Linked DNA regions of Mus musculus: regions 2 and 3 are each linked to region 1. The links are chromatin contacts, called in public Hi-C and HiChIP or PLAC-seq maps. All regions are on one chromosome and are shown on one strand. Each heading gives the region's core, a stretch centred on a gene start, on an enhancer-like site or on the middle of the called end of the contact. The rest is flanking DNA. Distances are from core to core; before and after follow the strand shown.

Region 1 (2,700 bases), core at 147-2,646:
GAACAGCGATAGATATTTCCCAGGAGGCGCTATGTGGGGACATGGCAGAGACTGGAGCTCTGGAGCCATGGGTCACAAGCCAAGGACTGCCACATATACACTCTGAAGAAGCAAGAGGAGCCTTGGAGGGATCACACAGAGACAGAGAGACAGAGACAGAGACAGGGACAGCGAAATAGAGACAGAGAGACAGAGACAGGCTTAGAAAATCTGAGTCATGGACAGATTGAGAACAGAGCCCACATACCAGGTCCACAGTGCATGCCACACGCAGAGGACCGATAGGGTCAGCTCTCACATGTGATGTCAGTCTCCCAGGTCTGCTTCTTAGCCAGTTCTGTCCCAATGACAACACAGAAGAACGTCCCGGGACTTGTCAGGATGAGGAGTTCAAAGCCAGCTTCTGCTTCATACTGAGTTTGAGGCTAGCCTGAGCTATAAGAACCTCTGTCTCAAAACAACAAATATAAACAAGCAGAAAGAGGCCCTCGGTCCTGCTAAGCATGGCGGTTAGCATGGGCTGTCAACCTGAGCGGATCAGGAGGAAACTAACTGACCTGTCTGGAGCCTTGTGGAAGGAACAGGGGTTCACAGAGGCCCGAGGCCTCTGCCAGGCCTGTGCTATAGCCTCAACTACAGCTTCTCTCATAGAATTCCTCTCATAGAATTCTCACAGAATGCCACCGAGGCAGCAGATGCCCAACCCCTGTGATCTAGGGAGAAGGCCTGAAAGAATTTGTCCCCAGCAAGCAGATTGGGGACAGGTTTGCAGCCCCAACCTTTATCTGCCCACTGTTTAGGGAGCAGAACCTTGCTCACCCCTCCAGCCCAGATGCAGATGTGAGGGGTCAGGGGCCTGCCATAATTAGCTTAGGAAGGCCGTGAACACTTGACCTGACTGCAGAGGTCATGGGGAAACCCCAAGTGCTCTGTGCTATTTTTAGCCCCAAGGGCCACGTGATCTGATTGGACCATAGCACCACCCTGGGGCAGAGGAGGGAGCAGGAGTCCTGTAGTAGCCTGTGGGGATGATAGACAGGTCACCAGACTTAGTACACATCATGAGGTCCTTGCCCGTCCTGCTGCAGGGGACCAGAGCCCGTGTGGGTAAACTGAGGCACAAGGTGATTTGACAACAGAGGAGGCCAGGGAGGCCTTACCGCTGTAACCCTTACAGCTGGGGCATAGCCACCTGAGACCCCGGGCAAGGCAAGCACCTTGCACCTCAGTTGCTGTGGCTGTGAAATGGGGTGAAATGAGGCCCAAGAGCTCATTGCCCGGAGAGCAACACCCTGGCCCACTGCTGGCAGGGCCCTGTGAAGGAGAGAGAGGCCCGTGTGTGTAGCTGGTGGCCTCCTAGAGTCGTCCCAGAGGGAGGGTAGAGCCGGGGCAGCCACGGGAGCTGAGGAGGAAGGGGAGGCTGAGGCCAGCGGAGGTCACCCCTGCCGCCGCCGTCAGGCTGGGCGGGTGCACAAGGAACTTGTTTAATGGAGCTCTGATTACAGAAGATAGGGCTTTCTGAAGGCTTCCAGGGGCCGCTTTAGAGAGATTAGTATTTATTACACCCCGAATTAGCTGGCAAAAGGGCCTGCTTCTGTGAGACACTCAGCAGAGCCTGGAAGCTCAGCCGTTCTTTTATTACCCCATAAACACAGCCGCTCTCTCCTCTTCCTCCAGCTCAGCCCTTGCTCTGTCTTTTTAAGCCATTTAAACCTTTAATCAGAGACTAATTGGGCAGAGCAATAACAAATCCCTCTCGGCTCTTCCAGAGCCCTGGACGGGGAGGGGAGGCAGCAAGACCCAGGAAAGCCTCGTAGAAGCTTCATGCCACGGTAGGCAGAGCCAAAGCCTTGGTCCCTAAACCAATCGGTTGCCCTGGCTGCAGCAGGGCTTCCTGGGACGGGAATGTCTTTGCTGTTTCTGCATACAGCACACCACACAGCCCTAGGGGAGCTAGTATACAAACACACACACACACACACACACACACACACACACACACACACACACACTGTTCTCCCTGTCCGCCTCCACCCCCAGGGTAGTTCTTCTAGGAAATGCTCACAGATCTGCCCAGAGACACATTGTTGTCTAGTCACTTCCAGATCCACTCAAGCTGACAGACAAGATTAACTGCCACACTTAGCAGGACCGCGGGGCCTCTTTCTGCTTGTTTATTTTTGTCATCTCAAGACAGAGGCTCTTATAGCTCAGGCTAGCCTCAAACTCCGCACCTAGCAGAAGCTGGCTGGGTTTCCAAGGGTCTTCTTTTTGTCAGGCTTGGAAGCTATATGGTCCCAAGCAGTGTCCCAAGCCTAAAGTCAGGTGCCAGTGCTGACCCAGGAGGTCAGCTGATGAGTCACCATTCCTGGCCCGTCTTCTGAGTCAAGAGTCCTTGGTGACACTATTGTGCTGGAGCCTGAAGAGGCCACAGTGACATCAGTGAGCATGGTCTCTCCTGCTCCAGGGACTGCTGCACAGGTAACAACAACTCGGGATGATCTGAGCAGTTGTCTGTCAGAAGGACGGTGAAGGAGCAGGGGACAGTCCCGCACCGTAATCAGCAAACAGAACATGGAAGCCCATTCGAGCCTGTTCCCAGAGGTGGGCCTTGTGAACAATTTACCTCCACCACGGTCTCTCCATGACTCCCTCTGCCAGCCACAGAATGTCATGGAGGACCAACCCAGGACAGGACAC
Region 2 (2,700 bases), core at 47-2,546, 230 kb before region 1:
CACTGGTGCAAGCCTCAGTGTGTCTTCCCCTTCCAGTGGGTGGCAGAAGTTTTTTCTTTACCTATGACACCACCAAATAACACCACCAAATGCTTCTTCTTTGGCAGAGAAGGAAGGGGTGGGGGGCTACTAACCCAGATCTTGACACAGTTTCCACTTGCTTTCAAAGAATAATTGCGTGCAGACATCATGAACAGAGACTGCCTCCTCAAGGCTAACCTGCATCCGTACCGTACCCGGATGGAGGGGAGCCACTTGGAGAGATGCCCCTTTTAGAATGAGCAGCATCCAGGAGTTTGGATTCAAAGTTTGACATGGTTAAATGTAAAACGAGACGGGTGGGGGATGCTTACACCCCTGGGTGGGTGGGTGTGTGTGTGGGGGGGACCAGCATGCAGGCTTTACAAATGCTTAATGTAATCACCAAGCAGCTGCACACACTTGTAAAGCTGTTGTAACCCCCTCCTTGTTATAAACAGGAAAGTACAGCGTATGGAGCTAAGGACCTACATTCACGAACACCAGCTCCCCGCCAGCTGCCACCCTCCCCCTTTATGGTGTGCCTGGCTAGGAACCTTAGCCAGACCCAAGGACCTTGTTGTCCCCCCCCCGCCCCCCCACACTTTCCAAGGGGAGTTGTTTTGTATTCTTCCTCTGGCCAGCCAAGGTAGGGGACCAGATACTCTGCCCATCCACAGCTTTCCAGAGCTGTCTGCTTTCCACCTCCAAAAACGTTGGCTACTGAGATCCAGTCATTTGAGTCTCCTGGAACCCCGTTAGGTGGGGCCTCTTCGACAGTAGTCCCCTAGAGAGTGCTCATCTCTGTAAGGTGTGTGTGTGTGTGTGTGTGTGTGTGTGTGTGTGTGTGTCTACTGTCTTCCGAGTTCCCAAAGTGCAGACAACGGTGCTATCTCTACAATGCCCTAAGCTTGGGGAAATCAAAGCTCTTTTGTGGGAGGATCCCCAAGACCAGATTACAATGTACCCCTTGGCTTCCCCACCCCCATCTCCATTCCTCCTTTCTGGCCTACCAGACCCAGCTTGGGGAGAGCCACCCGTCCCTCCACATCCTGCCTCGCTGACTGTGTGCTTACAGCGTCAAGGGGTGGACGTGGTATTTCAAACATCAGATCAGTGCGTTTATATATTGGGTGCCCGGAAATTTTTCCAAATAAACACAGCTTGATTCAACTTGGGTGGGCGGACTTATCAACAGACTAATTCTATAAACAAATGAAGACTAGCCCCGAAACCGATTGGTTGGTATCAAAAAGACACGTGGAGGGAAGAGCTGGGAGATTTTCAGCAATGAAATTTTAATTAATGTGGGTGGGCTGAGAACACAAGGACTGTTTATCATAGACAATTTATTTTCCAGCGCTAAGTCAACACATAATAGCAAACTTACAACAATTATTTAACATTTTTAAAGCCATGAAGAAGGGACAAAGCGCGCAGCGGCTGGGGAGAGCGGCTGATCGCAGGGCAGTCGCACAGAGGGCTCCCCAGGAGGGCCCTGGTGCGGGGCAAAGTCCTTAGGACTCCCCGGTGGAGCGGAGAGGCTGCTGTCGCCATGAGCCACCTCTTCAGTCCCCCGCTGGCCGCTCTGGCAGCCTCGCCGCTGTTGTACGTGTACAGCCCCGAGAGGCCTGGGCTGCCCCTGGCCTTCGCCCCTGCGGCTGCACTGGCCGGCCCGGGCCGCGTCGAGCCCCCGCAGAAGCCGCCCTACAGCTACATCGCTCTTATAGCCATGGCGATCCAGGATGCTCCCGAGCAGAGGGTCACACTGAACGGCATCTACCAGTTCATCATGGATCGCTTCCCGTTCTACCACGACAACCGCCAAGGCTGGCAGAACAGCATCCGCCACAACCTGTCGCTCAACGAGTGCTTCGTGAAGGTGCCACGTGAGAAGGGGCGGCCGGGCAAGGGCAGCTACTGGACCCTGGACCCCCGCTGCTTGGACATGTTTGAGAACGGCAATTATCGGCGCAGGAAGAGGAAGCCCAAGCCCGCCGCGGGTTCCCCGGAGGCCAAGCGCACCCGGGTCGAGCCGCCGGAGTCCGAGGTGGGCTGCGATGTAGGGTCCCCGGACCTGGCCACTGCACTCCCGACGCGCGCGCCGGATCGCTCCCAATCCCCGGCAGTAGGCACCGCGCGGCCCGCGCTCCTTCCCTGGCCCGGCCCTGAGCCCCGGGACCCCGACGCGGACCTCACAGTCCAGGGCGCAGGGGCAGTGGCAAGCGGCCAGCTCCAGCGTCCGGCACACCACCTGGGGTCCCCTCTGTGCCCCGCCCCCAGCGGCTCCCCAAAAGGTTCCAAGTCAAAGAGTTTCAGCATCGACAGCATCTTGGCCGTGAGACCGACGCCAGCCTCAGGGGCCGAAGCACCGGGGATCCCTAAGCCCGTGCCTGGCGCGCTGGGCTCCTCTCTGCTGGCTGCCTCCTCCGGCCTAGCGCCTCCCTTCAACGCTTCGCTGGTCTTCGACGCGCACGTCCAGGGCGGCTTTTCCCAGCTGGGGATTCCCTTCCTTTCTTATTTTCCTCTGCAGGTTCCCGAGGCCACAGTGCTTCGTTTCCACTAAGGCGGATTAGCGGCTGCTTCCCTGCCTCGCGATCCCCCCACCTCCAGTGAGCCAATGCCTGTGGGCGAAGGAGTCGCCCCGGTCTCTGCCCTGGCAGAGACTGAGGGTTTGGAGCA
Region 3 (2,700 bases), core at 172-2,671, 250 kb before region 1:
ATATCATGGGATTCCATGTAGTCCCAAATCCGTTCACGTATGCTTTGTTTGGAGACACCTACAAGAAGGAAGGACTGTGACGTACTGCTAAGAAGCAATCCCATAATGCACGTGGGCACATCTATACCTGCCACTGTGACACCACTTGCATAGGAATTTGCGACCGAGTCAGACCAGCTTAAGATAACCAAAAGTATTAGTTTTCCCTCGAGCTCCCTGGCCAGTTGAGAGAAGCACCTTCATTTCTGCTAGGAAGCTGGAACACACTGAAACCAACTGTAAATCAATCTGTAGTCTTTCCTCGGCAGTGCTAGGGGTTCCTGCATCCCAGGCAAGCTCTCTACGAGTGAGCTACACACCTTTTTGAGGCAGGGTGTCTCTCTGATCAAAATGGGGCTTGAACCTTTAAGTGCTCTTCCTTCAGCCCCCAAATAGTGAGGTTACGGGTGTGCCACCAGGTCTGGCTAGAAGGTCATCTTTTGAACTAGTTAGTGATCCAGTGGGTCACACCTGGGGCTTTAAGTGTGCTAAGCAAGAACACTATCACTGAGCCACACTCCCAACATGTCCTTTAAACTGTTAAATCTTACAAATGACCTTACAAACCTCACAAGGCAGGCGTATAGAAAGTACATTTGTCTTCCTTGATATTTATAGCTGGTGCAAGCCTTTAATCCGAGCTCTTGGGAGGCAGAGGCGCTCTAAATCTCTAAATTTTGAGGCCAGCCTGAAATACAGAGTGAATTCTAGGGCAGCCAGGATTACACAGAGGAACCCTGACTCGAAGAAAACAAAACAAAACAAAGCACAAAGATGTATTTATTGTATATGTGCACCGCCAGCAACCGAACCGGCGGGGTGTGCATGCAGGTGCGGGAGGGCACTGGGTCCCTTCCCGTGGAACTGGACTTGTGAGTCACCGCATAGGCTTGCTGGGCCTTTCTCCCTCCTCTCTTCTCCACCTCCCTCCCTTCCTCTCCCGCTCGCTCTCCTCTTTCACTTCTCTCCTCTCTCTCCCTTCCTCCCTCTCTCTCCTGCTGGTATCACAGCGTTTGCACCAGCAGACCCCACTGACCAGCAATGGTTGCCTTCCCTACTTTCGCGGCCGGTGCACTTGTCGAGAACGCTTTGCAGCGCGGGCCGGGTGCCTGCTGGGCGAGTGCTCGCCGCCGCTGCGCGACCTCCCCAGCCTGGCTGGCTAAAACCTGTCCAGCCAAGCAAGGCGAGGATGGGACTGATCCTCCCTCCCGGCTGCCAGCCTCGGCGTCCCAGCCGTACCAGGCCGAGCCGCGTCCTCCCCCACGCATGCGGACCACGGGAACAACCGCGCCGTCCCAGCCTCGGTTTCCCCATCACCCTCGGTCTTCCTCACCCTCCTGGGTCTCCATGGCTAACACGTCACCGAGCGACGCCCCGTAGCATGTCCCCGCGCGCTAGTGACGCCAGACGCCAGCGCTTCGTGCTGCACCTGCGCACTGAAGCTAGTGACCCGCAAGGTTCGCGCACGCGCGGTTGGTGCAGTGGGCGGACTCCCGTTCTGGGTTTGGGGTTCCCTGCAGTAGTAGCACCGACGCATTAGAGGACCAGAGGTCACCGCTGGAACTGCCTTGCAACGCGGATGCCCAGGATTTCCCGAGACACACACGCACACAACACGCATACATTTATACCGTATGGAACATATAACACTCTAGGGCGGACGAGATGGTTCAGCGAGATAAAGGCGCTTGTTGCTAAGCCTGACAACTTGAGTTCGATTCTCAGGACCCACACAGGGTAAAAGGAGAAAAATGACTCCCGAAAGTTGTCTTTTGAGCTTCACAAGCTCTGTGTGTGTGTGTGCGAGTATGTATAGTACCTATAGAAACATCCCTTGAAATTCAAGGTTAACAAGGAAACCTGTTTATAGGAGTGGATCTAGGGTTTCCAACTTTCTTTTCTGTACCATGAATTGTACCAGGAACACGTGGTTAGACATAAAAATAAAGACTGTTTATAAAGGAAAGGCACTCCTGAAATGAAGAGGGTTGTAAGTCAGGGACAGCTTGGTCGATTTTGTGTGTGTGTGTGTGTGTGTGTGTGTGTGTGTGTTCCCAATGCTTGTAGTCAGCATACTGTGCATTTGGAGCATCTGTTGGGCTAAGGATGTACAAGTCTGCACTGGCCACTCAGCTCCACACATCCTAGCCTCTGATTGGGGGATGTGAGGGCAGCTATTGTCTGATTGGGGGATGTAAGGGCAGCTAGTGTCTGTTTTGCAGCTTTGCCTTTGCACCTTGAACAGACAAGGCTTCCCTGAACTGCCCTGTACCTGAGAAAGGTGGCGTCATGGGTGCCATCTTCACGGATTCCCCGGTTGGTTAGAGATTGTTAGCACTCAGTCCTTCCTGCCCACTAATCACCAAAATGATTAGTACACTTTTTTTTTTTTTTTTTTTGAGACAGGGTCTGACTATGCAGCCCTGGCTGGCCTTGAAACCACAGACCCACTTGTCTCTTCTCCCAAGGGCTGTGAAGTTGTGAGCCACCATGCCTGGCTAATGTTTGCCTTTCCTGCCCTTCCCCAACCCCAGCTTCCTTTTTCTCTTCCTCTTCCTCCCTCATTTCTTCCTTTCTTCTGTCTCTTCCTGTTCCTTTAGGTGTTTTGAGACAGGGTTGTACTCTGTCCTGACCTTGAACTCACAATCCTCCTGCCTCAAC

What was found. Hi-C and Micro-C count contacts between places; a contact is called where the count stands out from the background. HiChIP or PLAC-seq counts read pairs in DNA pulled down with a chosen protein or histone mark.
Region 2: a Hi-C map of the N1E-115 cell line shows a contact between it and region 1, with 4 times the contacts expected there. The contact joins the promoter of Foxl1 here to the enhancer-like site in region 1. A contact is called at or near these places in 2 of 39 promoter capture datasets (the C10 cell line and liver), 1 of 15 datasets of contacts at CTCF or cohesin (large pre-B cells), 2 of 484 Hi-C or Micro-C datasets (the N1E-115 cell line and Sertoli cells), 13 of 115 datasets of contacts at active chromatin or transcription factors (the NIH/3T3 cell line, craniofacial prominence, embryonic basal ganglia and 9 more) and 2 of 9 other capture datasets (embryonic stem cells and macrophages).
Region 3: a contact with region 1 is called in an H3K4me3 HiChIP or PLAC-seq map of embryonic limb bud, with 5 times the contacts expected there. The contact joins the promoter of Mthfsd here to the enhancer-like site in region 1. A contact is called at or near these places in 1 of 39 promoter capture datasets (neural stem cells), 1 of 484 Hi-C or Micro-C datasets (Sertoli cells), 14 of 115 datasets of contacts at active chromatin or transcription factors (the NIH/3T3 cell line, acute myeloid leukemia, craniofacial prominence and 10 more) and 2 of 9 other capture datasets (adipose tissue and macrophages).

Annotation. Positions count from the first base shown.
Region 1 is chr8:121,357,850-121,360,549 of GRCm38.p6, forward strand. No RefSeq gene overlaps it. Among named protein-coding and RNA genes, the nearest start is that of Gm26747, 59 kb to the right of the region's middle. Within about 2 kb of position 1,397, at least 38 of the 459 cell types and tissues checked have an H3K27ac peak or open chromatin away from gene starts, as enhancers often do. A contact at or near this core is called in the N1E-115 cell line and embryonic limb bud, where this site is marked.
Region 2 is chr8:121,126,389-121,129,088 of GRCm38.p6, forward strand. Foxl1 (forkhead box L1) reads left to right here and starts at 1,297. Exons shown (of 1, transcript NM_008024.2): 1 at 1,297-2,700. The coding sequence starts at 1,574. The coding sequence ends at 2,584.
Region 3 is chr8:121,106,916-121,109,615 of GRCm38.p6, forward strand. It overlaps Mthfsd (methenyltetrahydrofolate synthetase domain containing), which reads right to left and starts at 1,422. Exons shown (of 9, transcript NM_001372381.1): 1 at 1,373-1,422; 2 at 1-58. The coding sequence starts at 1,388.